Linked DNA regions of Canis lupus: region 1 is linked to region 2. A link is a contact called in public Hi-C data. All regions are on one chromosome and are shown on one strand. Each heading gives the region's core, a stretch centred on a gene start, on an enhancer-like site or on the middle of the called end of the contact. The rest is flanking DNA. Distances are from core to core; before and after follow the strand shown. Region 1 has its middle 19 kb from the start of TARBP1. Region 2 overlaps LOC119871434 (a long non-coding RNA gene).

The links. A called contact is a pair of places that touch in the nucleus more often than the background predicts.
Region 1: a contact with region 2 is called in a Hi-C map of blood, with 4 times the contacts expected there. The contact joins two enhancer-like sites. A contact is called at or near these places in 5 of 9 Hi-C or Micro-C datasets (amygdala, blood and liver).

Annotation. Positions count from the first base shown.
Region 1 is chr4:5,709,716-5,715,707 of UU_Cfam_GSD_1.0, forward strand. No RefSeq gene overlaps it. Among named protein-coding and RNA genes, the nearest start is that of TARBP1, 19 kb to the right of the region's middle. Within about 2 kb of position 3,191, at least 9 of the 20 cell types and tissues checked have an H3K27ac peak or open chromatin away from gene starts, as enhancers often do. A contact at or near this core is called in blood, where this site is marked.
Region 2 is chr4:5,192,154-5,198,169 of UU_Cfam_GSD_1.0, forward strand. LOC119871434 (a long non-coding RNA gene) reads left to right here. Exons shown (of 3, transcript XR_005357748.1): 3 at 2,409-2,738. Among named protein-coding and RNA genes, the nearest start is that of TOMM20, 37 kb to the left of the region's middle. Within about 2 kb of position 4,403, at least 2 of the 20 cell types and tissues checked have an H3K27ac peak or open chromatin away from gene starts, as enhancers often do. A contact at or near this core is called in blood, where this site is marked.

The DNA.
Region 1 (5,992 bases), core at 1,941-4,440, 520 kb after region 2:
TCTCCCCTCTTTCATGTTACAGGTAAAGCCATCTTGTAGCCACGGGAGAAAAGACACAGAAAATAACATAAATTGGGGAGGAGTGAGGAAAAGCAGATATTTAAATTCTCGATGATGAAGTGAAAAGATGAGTGGGAGCCACGGGTAAGGGAAAAGAGGAGCCAGCAATGAAATCACAGCGATCCATCTGGCTGGCCAATCACTTATTCCATATTAAGAGACTCCTGTGTACACAGCCCACAGGAACACGTCTGCCACACAGTAAGCCTTAGATGGGTGGTTCACCATTATAAATGCATTTGTGCATTCAGACTCCCTCCTGACATCTTTTCCTCCAGTCTTCTGTTATGTGTCTTCGGGTAATTCTGAAAGATAACCGTGCTTTACAGTCTTTTAAGAACCAAGGTTTTGGCCTGCTGCTTAGTTTCGGAGATTGGTAATAAATTTGTAAAACCAACATCATTGGGGAAGAACCTGAATTAGCCAAGCAAGAGAAGAAAAATGTAGGGAATTATACTAAACATGATGTGGCAATTCAGTTCATCTCTGGAAATCCCTAGCAAACAGTCATCTTCAAAATATACTTCACATACTATTCTGCACTAATAAAGATCTTGCTCCTACATGACTATATATATGTGCCTACCATAGGTCCTAAGTATGTATGTACACGTGTGTATGTATGTGTATACAGGCCGTAAGTGTGTATATATAAGGTTTGTGGATGTATAAGGTTTGTATATGTGTGTGTGTGTATATATGTATGGTATGTGTGTGTGTTTTTATATATACACAGCAGATTATAATTAACAGGCCTTGGTTAAATGTTCATTACCTTCAAGATCTCCAATGTCACTTTAGTCTCAAAACACCAGTATGACACTGGGGAAATGACAAAGGAAAGCTCCTGAGAACATAGAGCGTTACACCATTTGGGCTTGGGAGACTAGAATCGAGGGACCCCCAGAAAGAGGAGGTGCATGCCATAACATTCTGGATTAAGCACAAATCTTCAGCAATGAGGTGCTTCCCCCGAAATGTCTTCCCAGATTCTAAATATTCTCTCCCCTTATATTTCTGACACCACTGTCATCATTCTTCCAGTTCTCCTCCCCGCATAGCCAAGGGCTGGACCCCAGTCGCTCTTAGTTTTGGAGGCACCCCCTCCCCTTTCATGTAAGTCATGTTCAAACACCCCCACCCTCCACGTCAATCGATAACTACACAATGGCTGGGTTCCGTTGCGATACTGCGTTGGCACGTTCCACTTTTAGACATCTGATGACACATTTATTAATTTGGCTTATTTTCTATTCAGATTCTGAGGACAATAAAGTCTCCTCTTGAGTACACGGGCACGTTTGGAATTCCTTATCCGGCATCCGGCCCTCTGATTTGCCTCTCCCAGTGACCTCTCAGTATTGACAAGGCACCAGCGGGCCCAGCCCAGCTTTGATTCCTGGATCTCTCTTTTTTCTCCCTCCTGCGACCTTAGTCATAGGTTTGCTTCAGGACCCAGCACGACCACCTCCTCTTCTCTTTGAACTTCCCTCATCTTGCCACAGCATCCAAAAGAGGCCCCCTCTGAACTTCTGACGGTGCCTCTTGTTTGGCACTTTCTTTTCTATTCCAACTAGATAGATATCGAGCGAGTGTCTGATATGGACCACCGCCGTGCTTTTGTGCCTCACTGAATCCCCTACTACGAGGTTTATTTATAGATGTTGGCTGCAGATACCAACCCAAAGACGCAAAGGGAAAAGTCAGCACTTACCTTCTTTCACTGAATCAAGGTGCACCATAATTTTCAAAACCTGTCTCTCAGCTTACAGACGTGCAAGCCCTCGAGCCCTCGCCCATAGAACCGAAAGAATTGAAAGAGTATTTTAAAACCCCAAAAGAGGACAAACATGAAAAGAAGCTGAGCTTTTCAGCACTCCCCATTAAGCAGGCTGCACCTCGAATGTTCAAAACAGTACATTATCTCTTCAAGTGTCTTCTACACGCTTCGTCCTGGGGCTGAATATTTATTTCGACTTTCACCATTTATTTCCTTTCCACCAAAGGAAAAGAAAGAATCAGAAATCAGAAAGCCACAGCCCATCACTTTCTAAGAAATGGCCCTCATTCTGGCACACATATGTAGATAAGCGAGTCTTTCTGTCTTTCCAAATATAAAATAACATATATAGAGAGAAAGCAGCTATTAATTAATCTAATTGAGGACTGATTATCCAGTCTGGATTGGACTCAGACTCTCACTTTTCTCCTTTATTCTTTTCTCCCACTCTAGTGGGTATCCTGGCCCCCATGGACAGCTGGCTTGGGAAGACAGCCATCACTCTTTTACACAGCAGTTTGGACTTGAACTCTTACAAGATCCTTGCACAGTGTTTGTACCTGGTTTCTTCATAGTTTGCTTGGTCCCCTTAATTAAACTGGATCACTCTAGGCTGGTTTTTCAGAGGATCTTGATGATTTAAAACAAAACAAAGCATTCTCTGCTTAGCCAGGCCAATCGAAGGATGTCTTCTGGTCCCTCCTTCAATCGCCTGGGGTGGGAGTGGGGGTGATCTACTATGTGCCCTGCATGGAGACCACCAGTCTTTGGGGGATGCCCTCCAAGGGTGCTTTGAGGAGTCACTATTTAGCAAGTACAAAGTACTGTGGAAACCGAAATTGTTTTTGAAAATGCTAAACAATAAGACATTGCTCAAAAAGGCCTTGGTCCTTTCAGTTGTTTTACAGGAAATCCAACTCAAGCAGCCTTACACAGCCATTATCACTTAATTACCTATATAAATCTCACTAGCAACTTCCATAACTTCATTTGCAAATGAATAGGCACACCTCCTAAATCATCCCCTCCCCTCCTTTCCTCTCTCTCCGGAAAGCCATTCCCCCCAAACCCAGAGCTCAGAGAAACTCCGCAGCTGTGATTTGCAGAGGCTCCTGGATGCCCCGTGTCACACCAGGCCAGCCTGCACCTGGCACATGGCAATGTGTGCTCCACAGGTCCCGCTTCCCGCTCACACCCATAAATCCCTGCTGGCATCAGTGGGGGCAGAAGTATGGCAGGAGCCTGGCTCCATCTGCTTAAAAGGTTCACAAACCACAGTGAACCTCTTAGTGATCTGAGGCCAAGTTTCCGGTATGTAATGAAAACTGAAACCTGGTTTTGGGTTTCCTCACCAAATTCACACAGAGCTAGTCATGGTGAGAGACGTGTGAGGTAGCAAGGACAAGCAGCACGAGGGTACAATGGAGACATGGCAGTAAGTGGCAGAAATAGTTCTGGCTCTGCCACCAACTTGTGTGGCCTGAAGCCCGTCACCCACACTCACTCCACTTAGGTGGCTTTCTGTAGATTTGAGTGGGTGCTATTGAGCATGACTTTTCCTTCTGGGACCTGTAGGGGGGATCCAGGGCAGAGGACTCTGAGATAGTAGCATTCCCCCCGAGTCTCTTATTTACAGCACACAGAACCTCAGGATGCCATGGCCATCCCACTCATAGCAGCATTATGTGTTGCCCTCTGCCTGCATTCTGAAGAGTTGCTTTTATTTCTTTAGGCTTCAGCTTTGGATTTCAGGCATATTTATACCTGTTTGGCTTTTGACTTAGTGGAGAACACCAGAAGAATGGCTACATTATTTCGAGGGTTCGCCTAAATGACCTCCTAGATCATTCCCAGCGTGGCGCTCCTGCGCGTTTGCTAAATGCCGTGGCGGAAAGAGAATGGACCCGGGCTGTGAAGTCAGGCATACATGGTTCCAACTTGTAGTCCTGGAATCTACTAGCTGTGTGACTTTAAGCAAACTACTTAACCTCTCTGAGCCTGATTTCCTCATCTGAAAAACCAGGCCAATGCCAACGATCACACTGAAGAGTAAGCAAGTACTTCCAAGACCTGGAACAGAGTGCCTAGACAGTAGATGCCGATGTCAACATTAGATTCCGCTTTTCTGTATTCACATGCGTCTCCTATGAGTCAAAAATGTAGGCCATCCTACATTTGAATATTGCTTCTTTCTTCTCACCCAGGGTCCCACTTCAGAATGAAGGAAATAAGGAAATAAACAATAACCCTCAGAGGGCCTTCTGAAAGCATCACTCATCCATTGAAATGTACTTTCCATTCAAAAAGTGGGTTATTAATTATTCATTCCTATTGGAACTGAAATAAGAACAGAGCTCACTGTTACGACCTGGAGCTTGACAAGAACAAGAGTTTTCCAACTGCTTGATTTCAATCATTTCCTGTGATCTTTGTAACATATTCCAAATCTCAGATTTGCAGCATTGAGAATCAGGCAAACTTTAGACTGAATGACTGTCAGGAATATTTAGTAAATGCCCTGGAATGACTGTTCGCTTTACTTTCATTTCCATTCCAGGCAGTGCATTTCTTGAGGATTATTTCACTGCATGGGTGGCCCGAGTACCTTGGCCCTCAGCCTGATGGCTCATTCCAACGCTCTGGGCAAGCAATAACCACCCAAAAACGCAAGCTTCTCTTTCATGCCCCAGTGGCATGAGTAACATCATTAACTCTTCGAGGCTGAGGTTTGGGATTACGTAAAAACCATTCGCCACCCGCCCCCCCCCTTAGCAGTCAGAAGACCAGAGTAACAAAGTGTTTGCAGCCTCTTTTCATGCCAGATGTGGTTGCCCTAATAAACAATCCTTGAGATATTTTTTTTCCCCAGTGATTACATTTCATCGGGATTGGGGGCTTCAAAATGGAAGCTAAGTGCTGCCTACTTCGAGTTCCAGCGGAACAAACAGGCAAGAAGAGACTCGGCTCTGAAACCCTCAAGACCAGGGGAAATGCGGCTGACATGTCCCCAGGAGCGAAAGGGCAGGAAAAGCACAGCTGTGCAGTATGGGGTTTCACGGGCTCCTCTGGAGATGAGCTTTCTAAAGAGTGAAAACCTTGCAGGACGCTGGCAGGAGGAGACACAGGAACACATTTCCTACGGGCCTTGGGCCTTGGGCCTTGGGCCTTGGGCCTTGGGCCTTGGGCCTTGGGCCTTGGGCCTGCGCCGGGACCAACCAGAGGCCGGCGCTCGGGCACTGCGGGTTCCGCGCGCCATCTGGTGGCTCCGGGCTTGCATTGCAGGCACCATCCCCGCTTTCGCCCCATCGGGGCGTCGTTCCCGCAAGGAGGGCTTAGAGGGCTTTGAAGTCCTGTTGGGAGGTGATCACCAGGGCCCCAGAGGAAGACACCAAAGGCCAGGTGTTCTGAATTCCATTACTTATTCTACAACAGGATACTGAGGCCCCAGTTTCTCCTGGAAAACAGAGATAACTACCCTTCCTCTGACACAGCACCGTGAGCAATCATCTCTGAGCTGTCTGGCCCTTCACATTCTCCTTCCCATGTCACCGTCTCCCAGCTCTGGGCACAAGAGTCCCCCTCTTGCCCCTGCCTGGAACAGACTTACATTCTCGTCTTAGCCTTCTGGATCCTCCACTTCCCAAGAATCAGTCCACAAGTGCCTTTACATTCCCAGAATACCTTTTGCTCGCCCTCATGTTTCCAAAGCATATTCCAAGAATATTGGATTCATTATTAAGAATTGTAACCTTGGAGCGCCTGGCTGGCTCAGCTGGAAGAGCATGTGACTCTTGATCTTGGGGTTGTGAGTTTGAGTTGGATGTAGAGATTACTTTAAAAAAAATAAACGTTAAAAAATTCAGGGGCACCTGGGTGGCTCAGTGGTTGAGCATCTGCCTTTGGCTCAGGTCATGATCCCAGGGTCCTGGGATGGCATCCTGCATCAGACACCCCTCCGGGAGCCTGCTTCTCCCTCTGCCTATGTCTCTACCTCCCTCTGTGTGTCTCTCATGAATAAATAAAATCTTTAAAAATAAAAATAAATTTTAAAAAATTTTTAAAAATCACATCTTTAAAAAAAGGCATTCCACTTTGGGAAACTCTTGGTCATACCAAGTTAAAACATGTGGGACATCTCAAGAGCTTCGACCT
Region 2 (6,016 bases), core at 3,153-5,652:
GCTTGGCAGGCCTGGTGCTGCCTCCACTTGGTTCCCTGTCCCCCACTGTCCCAGTGGCTTCTGAAAGGTGACCGGGCCAACCTGAAATGCCAGCTGCTCCTCTGAGACAAGCAGCTCTCAAGCTGCTCAGCTGTTCTAGCAAGAAAAACCTTGTGGTGCTGAGCCAAATGTATGGCTTTTGAACTTGGAGGGTGAAAAAAATTGTTAAATCTAAGCCAGAGGCCTACCAGAACTATCCACCGAAGCTACACAGAAAGGAAATAGACTTTCTCTCCGAGTGGCTTCAGTGGGATAACTCGAGACAGTATTGGGTTTAGGGTAACTGCATGTTGGAAGGTGGTCACAAGTGATGTTTTCTTTCCTGGCTTCAAAGCAAAACTCTGAGAACAGTCAGTCCATTTTACTGTTATCTCTAGGTTATGGGATTGGGGTGATATTTTTCTCACAGTTTCCTATATTTTTAAAATTTCCGCCTTCACCACATATTATTCTCATAGTAAGAGAAAATAAAAGTGTGGCTTTTTTCTCTCTATCTGCTGTGTCAGTTGGGACGCTTTCTGCTGTGACAAATCCAGATCAAACTAAAGCAGATGAAGGAGCTGCTGCTTCATAGGCATATCCTGGACCTGCCTTCCTATCTCTCCTCATCCTGGGGCCTCACTCTAGATTTAGCTGTTTTCCAGCAGATGCTTCCCTTGTGGTCACAATGCAGCTGTAAGGGCTTTGGACTTGTATCTTTCCACCTGCTAGTCCGGTAGGAACAATTCCTAGCACCCCCACCCCACCCCCGCTCCCCAATTCCTGGCAAAATGTTCTTAGGACCTCACTGGCTCATCTGCCCACCTATAACCCGATGCTGAGGCAAGGGAGATAGAGCAATGGACTGACTTGTGTCTTGGTTACATGCCTCTCCCCTGGGATGGAGGTGGGACCCTCTCCCCGAAGCGCAGGGGCTAAGGGGTAGGGAACCATAGTTTCCTAGAGGGAATTTGGTGTCCAGTTAACAAAAGAGGAGGAGTAGATAGATGGCAGATAGCAGAAAATCACAAACGTGGTCTTCCTCCCTACTCCAGAAATGATTTGTAATAACCCCAGCAGGAGAAAACTTAGGCTAAGGAAAGCTACAGTCATGGAGTCCAGAATGTAGTTCTGAGCTTCCTGGCAACTAAGGCAAAAAGGGAAGACTACCTGCTCATCAGGATTAAGCAGTAAGGAAGGACCCACAACTTGACAAAACTTTCCTAAGATAACAAGGTTCATTTTAATTTGTCCTCTCCCTCTTTTCTCTGTCCATCTCGAGCATTTCTTACTACTTTACTTTTTTTTGTCTTTCTTGGGCAGTCTTCACCTTTTTCTTGTGTACTGGGAGGAGTCCTTGTCCCTTGGCTCTGCCTGGAGCCACCATATGGCCTGCTGCCCTTTCTTCTACAGTTGAGTAGGAAACTCTGAGAACATTTGGGGTGATCCTATCACTGTGCTGCAGGAGATAGCAAACCTGAACTCGAAAGGCTAAAAACCCACTGATGTCCGATCATCAGTCCTCCAGAAACAAAGGGTCAAGAGACTAGGAATTTAGTTCTGTTTCTCCTTGAGTCACCTACACCCCACCCCTCACCAACTGACTCCCCTTCCGTCCCCCTTTTGAAGAGGACTGAGCTGGACCTGCTGGTGACACCAACATTCTGCCCGGCTGCGAAAAGCGCACTGCGCAGTGGGAAAGTACAGTTCTCCTCCCGAAACCCATTTCACAATGTCTTTTGCATCAAAAAACTTCTCAGTGATCTTCCTCCAGACCACATAGTTTCTCACAGATCCCGAGAGTTTCACACTCCATTCTTTTTCCTGTGTTGACAAGTGGAGGAAGCACATCTGTTGGGGCCAGGCGTGGTGCTGGCCCCCTCAGCCCTGCTCTCCCAAGCCCCCCTGTCGATGAAGCAGGAGCAGAGCCCGCACATCCCAGCAGCCACTGGCCTGCGGGGAGCCTTCCTGACACAGGCCCTGGTTGCTTTGGGAAAAGAAAATGTTGACCGGAAGACCCCTTCCTCCCCACTCCTAGGCTTCAAGTTTACAAAGTAGCTACAGGGCCCTGTCGATCCCCCCAAATGAAGGAGAGGAGGGCACTTTTTGGCCTTACTACTGCTTGGGGTGTTTTCTTCCCTAGAGTGGTCCTATTTGCACCTTTCTAATGGCTAACACCCACCTCCTCCCCCTACCCCCACCCCCCCACCGAAAAGCCAGGCAAGAGGCTAATTTGACTGTAGAAAGGAAGTGATCTGTAACCTTTCCTGTATGATCTGTTCAGGCTCTCTTCTATGCTGTTCCTACAGTCTGAACTTTAGTATTTTGCCTCCGTGTTTGGTGGGATCGTCTATAACCGGCGTTTTGATTATGGTCCTTTTACTTCGCAGAACATTACGTGAGTGGGTGGCAGCCACCTGCATCTCCAAGGGGAGGACCATTGCTCAGAATTGGCCGTAGGTATTTCAGCGGACTGTTGAAGAATAGGATGTGACCTAATAAGAAGAATATGCTTTAGGTTGCCTGCCGCGGTAGAAGAACATCCCCACCAAAAAGAACGTTTTTCGGCTGCTTTGTCTCTCCAGGACCCAGTGGCTTGCTTCCATCACAGACACCCCGCTAGGGCACGATTCATGTTATATACTTAGAAGCCTTATTTTAAAAATTGGATTGCAAAGCAGAGTGTATCTCACATGATTCAACATGGTTTTTCTTTTTTCCAATGGTTTTTGTGAATCTATTATGAATGAACTAATTTTGCTTTAAACAAAAGGTCTTTTATTATGCTGATACCGCATAAACACAGATGAAAGGTTTTCTCCCTGAGAATAGTTGTTAGTTCTCAACATGAAAGAATAATGAGCATTTTCACTGATGGCAGTAACTTTGACCGTTGTATGGTGAAAGAAAATGATTTACCAGTACAGCAAATTTGTGCCTTGTCTTAGCAAGCGGTCACTTATGAAATTGCCCATTCTGGGTCCTCTCCCAGGACTTCCCTAAAGTAGAGAAGTTGTAACCATTACCCTGAACTCAGGAGATTTCCTTGAAACCAGCAAATGTTTCCCGTTGGCAATGGGAATGTAAACATGACTCCAATTAGTGAATATACGACTAGCTCCTTCCTATCTGTGAGTTTAGCTGTGTTAGCTAAGTGAGAAAAATCTTTCCCTTTGTCTTCCCAATTACTCATCTCCAGTGGAATTCCTTACAGTCAGTTCACAGGCCTTTAGGGATGATCAGCTCATTTTTTAAAAATTGTGGAGGGAATACTCCCAAACACATTTTATTTTATTTTTTAAGATTTTATTTATTCACGAGACACACACAGAGAGAGGCAGAGACACAGGCAGAGGGAGAAGCAGGCTCCCTGTGGGAAGCCCAATGGGGGACTCAATCCCAGGACCCCAGGATCATGCCCTGAGCCGAAGGCAGATGCTCAACTGCTGAGCCACCCAGGCATCTGTCAGCTCATTTTTAAACATTGACTAAAAATCTGCTAACAGTGTATTTAAGTCCTGTAGGTTAGGATAATGCCCTCAGAAGTTTAGCTTACAACCACTCTTATGGGTCGTGTTCCCTGCATTTCCTTCTGGGGGATGCACATGAGAAGAACAGTGATCAATGTAACTTTTGGGTTTCTTTGGGAGGAAACAGATCTTTGTTCTAGTGCTTCACACTCATTACAGGATTATTAGGAAAGGATGAGAGAGAGAGAGAGAGAGAGAGAGAGAGAGAGAGAAATGCAGGTCTCCACGAAAGATCATCGCCTCTGGGCCAAAAGCTTAAAGTGTGTATATGTGGCGATAGAGTTTATGTGTCAACTGGAGGGTGTTTTCAGATGAGGTTAGCATTTAAATTGGTGAACTTTGAGTAAAATAGATTGCTCTCCCTAATGTGGGTGGGCCTCATCCAATCAGTTGAAGGCATGGGTAGAACAAAAAGACTTATGTCTTTCAATAAGAGGGCCTTTCCAGTAGATGGCCTTTGGACTTCATCTGCGCCATTGGTTGTCCTGGATCTTGAACCTGCTCACCCATGCTGCAGATTTAGGGCTGCCAGCCTCCATGGATCTATGGGCAAATTCCTTATAAGAAATCTCTTTATAGCATGCGTATATATCTTATTGATTCTATTTCTCTGGAGAACCCTGATCAGTACAGTGTGTCCTGCTGAGACTGGCTCATTTGTGCAAGACTGCAGACTTTCAGTCAAGGAGATCTTATAGATGAACATCAGCGTTCTTCCTTGAAAACTCTCTACCAAAATCTCACCTCCACTCTTTCTCAGAAGCACCTTCTTGGTGTGCATGGGTGCTCTCTAGTGCCAGGTGTAAGCACTGCAGAGTACTGGCCTGTCTTCACTGGTTCCCCCACCAGTGTACTCACCTGGTAGGAGACCTGCATATTCGTGTGCATCATTCACTCTTTTATTTACTCAACAAACATTTAGTGAGGGCTTGCTTGTGCAAAAGGAAGGCATGGCAGCAGATGCAAAGACTGCCCAGTAAGTGGTCTCTTCCCCCTCATTGAGCTCACAGTCTCCATGGAGACAAGGAACAAAAGCAGGTGATTATAGTCATGTGAGCTCAAGGCCAATCAAGAAAGGTGAACAAGGAGCTGGGGCATGAGCAATGGGGATTTGAGGCTGGAGTGTTTGCTCTGGTCCAGACATGGTGTTGGCTCTGGATGTAGACGGTTCATGGCCACTTACTTGCATGCTTCCTCCTCAATGGGTGCATCCTGTAATGAGCGTGGATGTGTTGGCCAATAGCAGAAACTCAGATTCGAAAAAAAAAAAAAAAAAAGAGAAAGAAAGAAAGAAAGAAAGAAAGAAAGAAAGAGAAAAAAAGAAAGAAAGAAAGAAAGAAAGAAAGAAAGAAAGAAAGAAAGAAAGAAAGAAAGAAACTTAAATTCGAATATTATCTCCTTCAATTTCCTTTCTCTATGCTTGAGGAGAGGTCACCTTGGAGAGGTGTACAGCACTCTAGTGAAGACAATGGGTTTTGAAAGTTGACTGTCCAGGAGCAGATCCAAGCTCTGGAGAGCTTCCCTTAACTTCCTTGTGTGTTCAAGGCAATTAAGAGTATTGCCCTCATAGGGTTATGTTATAGGAACTCGATGTGATAACATGCATGGCCAGTCTAGGTCTTTTGTTGCAAGCACCAGAAATCAAACTTCGTTAAGGTTTGTTGGGAAAATATCAGATAGCTCACAGAATTGAGGGGGAGGCTGGCAGTTTTTCTATTAGTTTCTATGCTCTCTCTTGCAGAGTTCTTAAGTTTGTATCCTCTCTGCAGAAAGACTCTGCTTCCTAGTCCATATTGAGGAAGGGAGGACTATGTCAGCTCCCAAGTGTACACACTTTTCACGTTGGTCCTCTAGAAAGAAGCTGAAATCTCTCAGCCAATCAGATTTCTGGGCAGGCATCCTCAGCAGCCCGGTTCAGGTCAGGTGTGGGGTAGCACGTGTCCACCTGGCTGCCCAAAGCTTCCCTACTGTGCCTGGTGGGCTGTCCTGGTACCAGTCCAGGTGGCAGGACTGTAGAGCCCCTCCAGGTGCTGGTGCTGTCCCATCAGCTCGGCTCTGTGAGTCCTTTCCCAGGCAGGGGATGGAGTGTCACCACGGTGTCCTCTCTGCTTCCCAGGATGGACCTCAGTCTTCCTGAAAGTCCCTGTGGCTCTCAGCATCTGTGTCCTCTGCCTGGCCAGAGCTCTACCCTGTGTATCTTCTTCCTCAGCCCCTGGCCTCTATGTGCTCCTGTCCCACAAGGAGCCACTCTTATGCCACTGCCAGTGATCTTCCTGCTGATGCCCGCCTAGGACTTGTTACAGGCAGGCCTGGCCTCAGCCTTGTTTGGATTTGACCTCTCATAAACACGGGACATACAGAGGCTGTCCTACAGGCACAGAGCACCCGGGATGATTTCCTTGCATTTGCCAGAGTGTGGCAGTGGTTCTTTAAAGATCGGGGCCCTGCACTCCTAGCTCCCAGCAGTA